Linked DNA regions of Rattus norvegicus: region 1 is linked to region 2. Evidence: chromatin contacts called from public Hi-C data. All regions are on one chromosome and are shown on one strand. Each heading gives the region's core, a stretch centred on a gene start, on an enhancer-like site or on the middle of the called end of the contact. The rest is flanking DNA. Distances are from core to core; before and after follow the strand shown.

Region 1 (5,803 bases), core at 2,168-4,667, 34 kb before region 2:
CCTCCCCTTGGAGGGCACATCATGCCCTCCACCTCTTTCCACCGCACTGCGTGTCCTGTGGGTGTTGGGCTCTTTACAGTCTGGGTCCTTCCCCTCCCTCATGACCGACATCAGAAGACTTCTATCCCATGCCTGTGCCTTCTGTTACCCGGGATAGGTAAGCTCTTCATCACGGTGACAAGATCCCTGACACAAATGACTTAGGAATGAAGGATTTACTTGGGCTCTCTGACTCAGAGCTCCTAACTTTGACGATTCTGGTCCAAAGTGAGGCGAGACGTGTGGAGATAGAAGTACGCGGCCAGGATGCTCGCCTCTTGGCAGAAACAGAAAGAACAGCCGGAGGGACCTGGGACATGATAAACCCCAAAGGCATCATCCAGTGACTTACTTCCTCTAGCTAAGCCCCGCCTTCTAAGGTTTCCAGAACCTTCTAAAGTAGTACTGTCATCTGGGGACCAAGGATTCAAGCCACCAGCCTTCTGGGAAGACATTTCTCACATCCGAATCATAAATCAAAGGGATTTTTTTAAAAACACGATGCCAAAGTTATCTATTATTTGATTAGTTTTATTTTTGTTTGTTTGGGGGGTTTGATTAATTGGTCGATTGATTGTGTAATTAATTAGTTAATTAATTAATTATGAGATAGAGTCTCACTTTGTAGCCGGGTTTGGCCTGGAACTCACAAAGATCAGCCTGCCTCTGCCTACCTAGTGGTGGTGGTTTGAATATGCTTGGCCCATAGGGAGTGGTACTGTTAGGAGGTGTGGCCTCGTTAGAGGAAGTATGTCACTGTGGGGGTGGGCTTTGGAGGTCTCCTCCTATTCTCAGGTTCCACCCATCGTGGAGCAGAGCTTCCTTCCAGCCTCCCACGGGATAGGTGCTCCTGGTTACCTACAAATCAAGACGTAGAACTCTTTGCTCCTTCTCCAGCACCATGCCTGCCTGGATGCTGCCATGCTCTCTGCCTTGATGATAATGGACTGAACCTCTGAACCTGTAAGCCAGCCCCAATTAAATGTTGTCCTTATAAGAGTTGCCATAGTCATGGTGTCTGTTCAGAGCAGCAGAAACCCTAAGTCATTATCACTGGGACTAAAGGAGTGTGACCCCTTGCATGGTCTGCTTTTTTGATTTGTTTTGAGACAGGGTCCCATGTAGCCCAGGCTGGCCTTGAGGAGCACCACACCTCATCCCTCCACTATCTGTACTTTGGGAGCTTGCTGGCATCTTTCAGGCAGGCGAGCTGGTTCAAAGGGTAAGGCCACTTGCCACCAAGCCTGAAGGCCTCGGTTTGAATGTGGGACCTACCTCGTGGAAGTAAGAGAACCGACTCCTGAAAGCTGCCCTCTGACTTCTGCACATATGCAATGGCATGTGGATACCCACACACATACATGTGTGTCATGGCATGTAGACACATACATGTGTGCCCTGGCATGTGCATGCCCACATACATGTATGTGTGCTGTGGCTTGTGTATACCCACACACATACATGGGTGTTGTATCACGTGCACACACACACACACACACACACACACACATACATGTGTAATGTGGCATGTGGACACTCACACACATATATGTGTGCCATGGCATGTAGACACACATATGTGTGCCCTGGCATGTGCATACCCACATACATGCATGTGTGTCATGGCATGTGCATACCCACACACATACAGTATGCCATGGCATGTCCACACCCACATACATGCATGTATGTTGTGGCATGTGCATCCCCACAGAAAATAGGTAAATGGGTGTAATGTGTTGAAAGAGAAATCATTCCCCATCCCAAGCAGTACATCTCACAGGGGTTTACCCCAGAGTTCCATACTTTTGTTTAGTTCGAAACTGTCCTTCCCTCCTGTCCTTGCTGGCTCCCTTCTTCTCTCTGTCACATCTCAGGCCATGTTCCCACCCCTGAGTCCCCACCCCCAATCTATTTCAGAACCATCTGTCCTCCAAGGTCTAGGGTCTGGCCCTGCCTTCCTACATGAACAGCAATGACCAAACACATGGTCCAGACTCAGCTCCAGCCCGGTGCCCCAGTCCCACAAGGCCATTTCCTGTCTGGGCACATCTGTCTGCTGGCAAGTTGTAATTCAGTGGAGCCCAGCTGGCTGCCGGTGAGACAGTGACTGCTGCGGGAAGGGTATGCCATTGAAGCTGACCCCACACAGGGCTCTGAGCCTCCATGCTCTGGGTGAATAGCTGGGGCAAGAGCCTCTGAGCGTCTTTCAGAACACAAGATGCCTGGGGAAAACTCTGGGCCTGAGGCAGCTGTCAGCCATTACCAGTTTGCTCCGTTTGGTCAGAGCTAGAAAACTCTTCTTGTGCCAGTTCTGTGAAGCCAGAGCTAAAGTCCTCTTTGAACCCAGAGAAAACATTAGCTGTGTGCAGAACTGGGCTTGTGAAGGCTCACTGGTTCTGTACTTCTTGGCTGTACTGAGAGGTCCAGAGATGGCGGAGGCAGGGTAACACAGCAGGAACTGAAAATCTCCTGCAGCTCAGGCCTTCGTAATGTTGGTACAGTATTGACTGTGGTGGCCTCATGCTGGGCCGACCTGCACACAGTGAGTCCCACTGTCCTGATGAGACAGCAGGCCTGAGACCTGCTTCCAACCAACTACACAGCATACTTGTGACTCTGTCCTTGTCGGTGTTTGTAAGCCTGGGGTCTCCCCAGCGGTGGAAGCCTTTAGGGGAGGCTAAAACAGATAGTGGGGTGTAGCGAGGGACCTGAGAAGTCTTAGGTGACGGCCAGCCATAAAACCAGGCTCTCCAGCCTACAGCTGCAGAAAGTGAACTCTGCCAGTAGTCCTGGTGAACTGGGAAGGAAGCAGATGCTCTGACAGCCAAGCCTCCTGGAAGAGCAGACCCCAACAAGCTGAGGTGGCTGAGGTGGATAACACTGGACCCTCAGAGGCACCGAGATGATGGTCGTGTGTTGTTCTGGGGTGCTGCATTCACGGGTACATTTACAGCATACCTACCCTTCTGGGAGCTCCTAACCATGAGCAAATGTCCTATGGCTTTCTCCCTCACACACACACACACATCTACTCACAAGCACAAAGGCCACGCAGATGCCAGAGGCCATGGGTTTCCCCTCACTGAGAGAACCCCCGCTTTCTAAGATGGCATTTATAAGTATTCTGTTTCCAGCCACCCTTGTTAGCAGGGTGTGATACAACTGTGGGGGTGACCTCCTGTCTTTTTTTGTGGCTGGGTCACTGGGTCCCACAAATTTGAACTAATCTGAAGGTTAAACCCCAGCTTCCCGGTCCACTGTCTAAGGAGTCTTGTCAGGGGGAGGAGCCGGATCTGGGCTCTCTCATCAGACAGCAGGTCCTGTTAGTGCAACAGTTGCCGGGGGGTAGGGCGGATCTTAGCGATGGGCAGCCTGCCCGAGACCTCTGACTCCTGTAGGCAGGTTCCATGGCCATCAGAAACAGAGCAAAGGTACACGCTCAGGACTGAGAAGTGACTTCTGGGGAGGTCACATTGCTGGGACCTCTGATAGCATTTAGCAGAGGGGAGGTTGTCCAGGACTTAGACTTGGGGAGGGGCTACTGTCTTTTCTGTCCTCAAATGAGGGACAGGAGCAGGTAAGCGTGTGAGGCAGATCATGTAAAGATACTCTTTAGGGAAGCAGAGATCAGTTGGCAGCCATCTTGGTCCACCATGCTGGTCCCACCCTGGTCTGGAACGTCGTCTTCTGACCTTCCTGTTTGAGCAGCTGCAGCTACAGGGGGCTCTGCTGACACGGTAGCTCTTCAATGTCCCTGTCAAGCCAACAACTGTGAATTTGCCTCTTTTTTTCCCCCCTGAGACAGGATCTCACTATGTAGCTCTTGCTCTCCTGAAACTCACTGTGTAGACCAGGCTAGACTGGAACAGACAGAGATCCACCTGCCTCTGCCCTCTGAGTGCTGGGATGACAGGCTCGAGCCACCGCGCCTGGCTGAATTGGCCCCTTGTTTTTCCTGTGTCTAGTTAGCCTAGTTCAGTTCTAAATGGCTTCACGAGTAGATTTAAAGAAAATCCAACACCTGACAGGCCCTTAATGCCGGGAGGGGGGTGTGTGTGGAGGGGCTCCACCCCAGATCTCTCTGATGGTAGCTATGAGCCCAGGCCTCCTGGGTAGAAATCCACCGTCATTAAGGCCTCCACCAGTCCCCGGGAGCCTAGGGCTCCTCATAGCTCTGTTGCCATGGCAACAGCAGACAATGGTTTCTGTGGAGTTCAGTTCTATAAATAATTTCTAGTTCGGTCAGGGTGAGGTGGGCTCCACTGGCAGGTTCTTAGTGGCCAATGCCACAACAGGGAAAGGGAAGTGAGGTCCTGGCCTGGGAAACTGGTTGGCTCAGGCCAGATCTGCCCTTGCTGGCTGGGTCTCTTCATCCTGAAGCAGCTAGAGTTGGCCTTCAGGGATGCAGCTGACAGATCAGAGGAGGCCACCTTGAGCGGTGTGAGGGGTGCAGAAGCTCAACCTGGAGGCTCAATAAAATGCTGACCAGGTATTCTACAGATCTAAGGAGGACCCTTTCTGTGGCTCAGCACAAGCTCCAGGTGGCAAAGGGCAACTGCTGAATCAGTTTGAGGGAAAGGTGGGCAGAGCCGCCCAGTGCCTGGGGTCTGAGAGTGCAGGGAGGAAGCAGCTCAGAGAAAGGGAGAAAGAGAAATAAAAAGGGTCTCTGGGTAGAGTGCTTGCTCAACATACAACGACCCCTAGCACCACAGGGGTGTGGTGGCACACCCCATATCCTAGCACTGGGGGAGGGGACAAGGCAGAAGGGTCAGAAGTTCAAGGATGTCCTCTGATAGACAGTTTGACACCATCTAAGAGAGGAAGGAAGGAAGAAAGGCAAGCAGGCAGCCAGTCAGGCAAGAGATTAGAGAGGTGGCTAGGCGGTTAAGAGCACTGACTGCTCTTCCAGAGGACCTGGGCTTAATTCCCAGCAACCACATGGTAACTCACAAATGTCAGTAACTCCAGTCCCAGGACATCCAATGACCTCTTCTGGGCTCTGTGGGCACTAGACATGCATGTGGCATGCAGACATATATTCAGGCAAAACACCCACACACTTGAAATAAAAACAATAATTTTTTTTAAAGAAGCCCTGTGTTTATCTCAGGTACTTAGGGGAGGTCTATCACCGCTGATCTGAACAGATCTGTCTCTGCTTTGGCAGGTGAGTGTGGCCACGTAAACCCTGACCCCTGAGAAGGTCAAATGTCAAGGGTCATAGGCAACTCATAACTGACAGCTGAGGAAGATTCTCTCTTTAAGCAGCAGAGTGGGCCTGGACACTACATTCTCTCTCGACTTTAAAGGGTTTTGTTTGTTTGTTTGCTTGTTTGGCTGGTTGGTTTTTGGTGTCTTGAGAAGGGACTCGGACACTGCTGCCGTCACTTGACTGTCAGCTTGGTGACAGTGCCCTTGTTAGCCCAAGCAGTCAGAGGATCCAGAGGGCAGAGAGATGACCCTGACGTGGGAGTATACACGGCTGGTGGATCCCAGCGAATCCTGAGTTTTCCCGAGAGTTGTTCTTTCCCAGATATCAGGAGCATTTCTCTTAAAACGGCAAGAGCAGCTTTGTGGAGATGCCTCAGCGGGCAATGGCCCTTTCTGTATCATCGCAGTGGACTTGAGTTCCACCCCAAGATCCATCCCATGGTAGAAAGAGAGAACTCTCATAAGTCGTCCTCTGACCACCTCCGAATGAAAAGGAAAAACTGAAAAAGAGCTGTGGTCAAGGAGAAGGTGAGGGAGTCCAGAGTGGACA
Region 2 (5,011 bases), core at 92-2,591:
GGGCAAGGAATCCAAGGGTCCGTGGGTTCTAGGGCACTCCTGCGGGCAGTAGGGGTGTGCTGTGTTCCAGGTCAGCTCCTTGCTTCCTGGCTCTTAGGTTTAGGAATGGATGTTTCCCCCAAACTGCAGATAATTATGGTTCATTCAGTAGCCTGCTCTGGGTAAAGGGGTTGGGGTTGGTGAACTTTCCCTCTAAGCCACCCAGTACACTGGTGTAGCCAGAGAAATGTGCCCAAGAAGGTGGGTAGGACCAGGGGAACAGTCTCTTGGTCTCTTGGCCGCAATGTTCGCTCAGGGTGGGAAATCCAAGGCCAGGAATGTTCTGCCTAGAGATTTTTCAGCACCTTGGACCAGACTGGAAGGATCTATTTACTGGCTCCACAGGCCAGGCTGCAGGCTCTGTATGGGAGCTCAGTTTAGCCCAGGTGTCCTACACTCGATGCCTAGGGACAGTCAGCCTATACCTACAGGATGTCAGAGGACGCCATCTAGGAATGGGAGTGGGGCTTCTTGTTCCGGACCTCAGTTTCTCTGTCTGTACCGGGCGGGCCCTGTATCCAAAGCATTGGAAGGGGATAGGTGCCCGCCTGCCCCTCCCCCAACTGCATCCCGGTGCCAACCAAAAGCCAGGGTGGTGGCAGTCCTAGAGCCCTGCCTCTGCCCGCGGGTTTGCATTTTCTCGGATCCAGGGCCCGAGGTGCCCGCTGACAGGGCGAGCTGACAGACCTGGCTAGCAGATACTGGGGAGAAGGCTTGCTCCTTCCATCATCCTCGCCTTTAGGCGGGCCCGCCGCCTCAAAAACGCAGGTGCTCGCCCACTGTGAGCTCACTGCCTTCCAGCAGCAACCCCCCGGGAGGGTATTATTACCCGCATCTTCCCGGGAGGCAAAAGGGACTCAGAGAGAAATCGCGACTCGCCCAAGGTCACACAGCTCGGCTCGGGCAGATCAGAAGGAAGTCCGGCGCCAGTAGTTCTTCTGGGCCCATCGCCGCCTCCTTGCCGTCACATTTGTGAATAAAGCACCGAGGCCCAACGCCCGGCTTTGCCCAAAAAACAAGGCTCCGGGCTAATCTGAGGGAACAAAAGCGCCCAAAATTCCATCCCGGGTTTTCCACCATGCCGATTCCCACCGACCAATCCGCTAGCGCCGGTCGGTAGGGGGCGGGTGCAGGCGGACCCGGCGTGATCGACAGTCCCTTTCAGAGGCGGGGCCTAGGCTTTAACCAATCCTGCGGAGGTGCTGAAACGAGCCGGCACGCAGGACAGGCAGCCTGGCCAATCGGCGTGGAGGGGCGGGCCCGGCCAGCCCGGGCTGTCGCGAGAGGCGGCCACCCCGCCCACTCCGCTGGCCGCGGCCGCCCGTGCTCGCGAGCGCGCTCTGCTCAGCTCCGACGGCCCGGGCCGCGATCCGTCCGCGGGTCCCGCTGGATCCTTCCGCCGCGCCAGGCCCGTCCGGGCGCCGCGCCCAGCCTCGCAGCGGGTAACGGCCGGCCTGGGCGCAAGCGCAGGAGGCGGCATGGCCGGGGCGGCTCCGTCGGGGGGCGGCCCACACTGACAGACCCTGCGGCGCGCGGGGAGATGGGGGCGGCCGCCTCCCGGGCGACGACGACGACGACGAGGAGCGGCCGCCGCCACTGCCGCGCACCGGCCGCCGCTGGGGACGGGCGCGGGCAGGGCGCCTCCCCGTGAGCGGCGGCCCCGAGGCCGCTCGCCGTCCCCGGCCGCCCCGGCCGCGGCCCCGGCTCCGGCCGCCGCGGGGCCCCTGGCGGGCGGCTCCCCCGGCCCGCGCGCGCCCGGCCCGCGCCCGCGCCCGGTTCGCGCGCGCGCGGCCTCGCCCGGCCCCGGCGCCCGGCCGCGGCTCTGCGCGCCCCCCGGCCGCCCGCGCGCGGCTCCCGGGCCCGGCGGCGGGCGCGGCGCGGGCGGCAGCATGGTGGAGAAGCGTTGCCCGCTGCAGAGGGACGGCGTGTACCGCTGGTTCTCCGAACTGCCGTCACCGCAGCGCGTGGAGTTCCTGTGCGGCCTGCTGGACTTGTGCATCCCGCTCGAGTTGCGCTTCCTCGGCTCGTGCCTGGAGGACTTGGCACGCAAGGACTACCATTCGCTGCGCGACTCCGAGATTAAGGCCAACAATCCGGCGGACCTGGGCAGCCTCACCAACCTGACGGACGAGGTGGTGCGCAGCAAGCTGTTGGTGTCGCTGGCGCTGCTGGGCTCGGAGCAGCGCGAGGCTGCGGGCGTGTTGTACCGCACGCTCACGCACACCGACTCCATCATCCACAACTACGGGCTACAGCTCAACGAGGGCCGCACGGGCGATGAGTTCCTTCTGCTCTTCACCATGGCCTCCAACCACCCGGCCTTCAGCTTCCACCAGAAGCAGGTGCTGCGCCAGGAGCTCACGCAGATCCAGAGCAGCCTGAACGGTGGCGGTGGCGGCGGCGGCGGCGGTGGTGGCGGTGGCAAGAGCGCGCCCGGGCCCAGCGGCGCGCTGCCCACCTGCTCGGCCTGTCACAAGGTGAGCGCACGCGCGCGGTGAGACAGCGCGGCTGGGGTCCTTTACTGGCCAGCCTGGAAGAGGACCCACTAGGGACCAGGTGGCTGGCGTCAGCGCGCGGCCTCTTTGTGTGTTCTGTGTCCCAGCCCAGGCTGGAGACAGGATAAGGCCTTTGTCCTGTCAGGCTCAGCTCTTAGGTGACAGTGCATTCAACAATTTGTCGACTTGCACTGAGCAGATGTGGTGCTGGAACCTGGACCTAGGTGGGGGCCCTGCCTGTCTGATACAGGTGTCCCCGGGCGTGCATGGCAGGGGTCGGATGTACAGGTTCGAGTGAATGCGTGTGTGTTCGTGAGGGTTGTGCAGGCTGGTAAGCGTGTCTGTCTGGAGAGCCTGACGGGGGCTTCGCAGCCTCAGCAGGTCTGCGTGTAGCTGTCACTGGTGATCCACCATCGGGGAGAACCAAAGCTCACTGAGGTGGGATCTGGTCTTAGGATGATGTCGGCTTGCTGGGCAGGAAGGGCAACCTGACCATCCATTCAGAAATGTTTGAGGACTGGCGAAGCACGTGGTTCTGTGGAAGCTGAAGGCTCTTCACACAGTGAAGAGAAGATGGAATTCATCTCCTGGGTAGCCAGCCCTCTTAGTTGCAGCCCATAGTTGTGGATGGTACAGTCGGTGTGCATTTGGGCCTTTGGAGGTCGTCAGTAGTCAGCAGCCCTGGAGCCCGCCACGCAGGTTTGTTGTGAGAGAAAGGCTCTCCAGTGCCAGGGACCATTGAGGCCCCACACCGTGTCCTTGGTTGTAGGAGGCCACGTTTGGGCCTCCTGCCCAGATGCTCTGCAGTCTGAGTTTTTTGAAGTTAAAACTCTTACTTCGCTTCCCCTGCCCAAGGTGAGCAAGGTGAGGTCGTCAGGGAGTCAGGCTCAGGCTTTGGTCGTTTTTCTTTCGCTCTCTTTGAACCTTGGGTTGTGGCTTTTCCTTTTTGATGTCTTCCTCTAAGAGGCGGCTGTGGTTCCTGAATGGGTTTCTGTGGCATCTTATCTTGTCACCGACATTGGCCTCTGAAACTGCGGTTTGCTCTTTGGCTCCTTCTTCTTTTTCAGTACATACATACTCTCCCACCTCACTTCCCCGTGTGTCAGACAGCTGTCAGCAAAGAGAGGCAGGGCCAAGGAGAGTTCAGTTCCTCACCTGTCACCTGTCTGTGGTCTCATCAGCTGCAGTTAGTTTCATCCAAGACCGGGAGCTTATCTCCCACCCCGTGCGGCCAGACCACTCACTGTGTTGAGTGAAGCTATGCACGTCAGGGGTCTGTGTCAGTCTGTGTCTTTTAGCAGGGCAGTGAATTCAGAATAGAAGTGCCTAGAACAAATGTCTTGGGTCCTCTCCCACCTACACAGTACTAGGGATGGAGCCTAGTGCATACCAGGCAGGTCTCTGCCACTGAGCCCCACCCCACTACAGCCAGCCCTCACAGTAAGTTGTATCAGATAGCCTTTGTCTCAGGCGAAAGTCTCCCCATTGAGAGATGGAGTTAATCTGGTCCTGAGGGTCTGGGCACTGGTCACTAGCCTTTGTCTCCTGTGCTGTAGCAGGCTGGGCGGAAGTCCTCCAGAGGTGACAGGACAGCTGGCAGCTGTGCTCTCAATGTGCTTCCCGGCCACGTTGGCTGTCTGCATTTTGTAGAGGCGTGCATTGTCTGGCTTGAATGTCTGTCTGCCCTGAGTGTCGCAGCTGTTGCAGTTTTCAGGAATCCTGTGGGCCTGACAGGGTCGGGGTCCTCTTTGGAAAGTTAGGGACATTGCTTGGCCTTAGCAATAAAGGCTGGGTCCCATTTGCTCAGGTCTCTTGCTTTTGCCTGGCTCTAAGTCACTCCTAAAGGGACTGTACTCCCAGGCTGGACCTTGGGCTCATTTGTGCTGTGCTTGCGGATGCCCAGCTGAGAGCCTGCTCAGCACTGGGCTGACTTGGGCCTCTGCATCCTCAGAAGAAGGTGACTCTTGCATCGCTTCCTGAGCGGTGTCACTTGTTTGGTCTTGAACTTAGGACTGATACTTGGCTCTCAGAAGTGAAGGTGTTGGGATGGCGTCTGATTCCAGTTTTTATTTCTCCTGACGGAGTTTTCTGGAGAGCTTGTTATTGCAGTTCGCTCAGCCCTCATCCCCTTTCATTTTAAAGTGCACGGTGTTCAGAGGAGCTCCGAAGGTTAAAAGAAAAGTGTGGCTTATTTGTTTTAAAGACCAAGGTTTGGGGAGTGTGGGGAGGGGCTCTGTAAGGGGACAGTGTTTGGGATATAAATAAATGAAATAAAGACCAAGGTTTTATTGTGTGGCTCTCCCTGGTCTGGGAGTTGCTGTCCTCCTACCTCTGGAGAGTCGAGAGGTTAGTTATGCACCAAGCCCAGCCATGGACATAGTTTATGCATGGCTTACTTCAGAAAACCATGTGCTGTATCTACTGGCAGGGGAACATGAGGGGCTGCGGGGCTTGATCTACTGAATGCTTCCCGTCCC

The links. Hi-C and Micro-C count contacts between places; a contact is called where the count stands out from the background.
Region 1: a Hi-C map of liver shows a contact between it and region 2, with 1.9 times the contacts expected there. The contact joins the enhancer-like site here to the promoter of Zcchc14 in region 2. A contact is called at or near these places in 3 of 12 Hi-C or Micro-C datasets (hepatocytes and liver).

What each region holds. Positions count from the first base shown.
Region 1 is chr19:66,658,970-66,664,772 of GRCr8, reverse strand. No RefSeq gene overlaps it. Among named protein-coding and RNA genes, the nearest start is that of Zcchc14, 35 kb to the right of the region's middle. Within about 2 kb of position 3,417, at least 28 of the 93 cell types and tissues checked have an H3K27ac peak or open chromatin away from gene starts, as enhancers often do. A contact at or near this core is called in liver, where this site is marked.
Region 2 is chr19:66,623,466-66,628,476 of GRCr8, reverse strand. It overlaps Zcchc14 (zinc finger CCHC-type containing 14), which reads left to right and starts at 1,341. Exons shown (of 13, transcript NM_001427306.1): 1 at 1,341-2,516. The coding sequence starts at 1,929.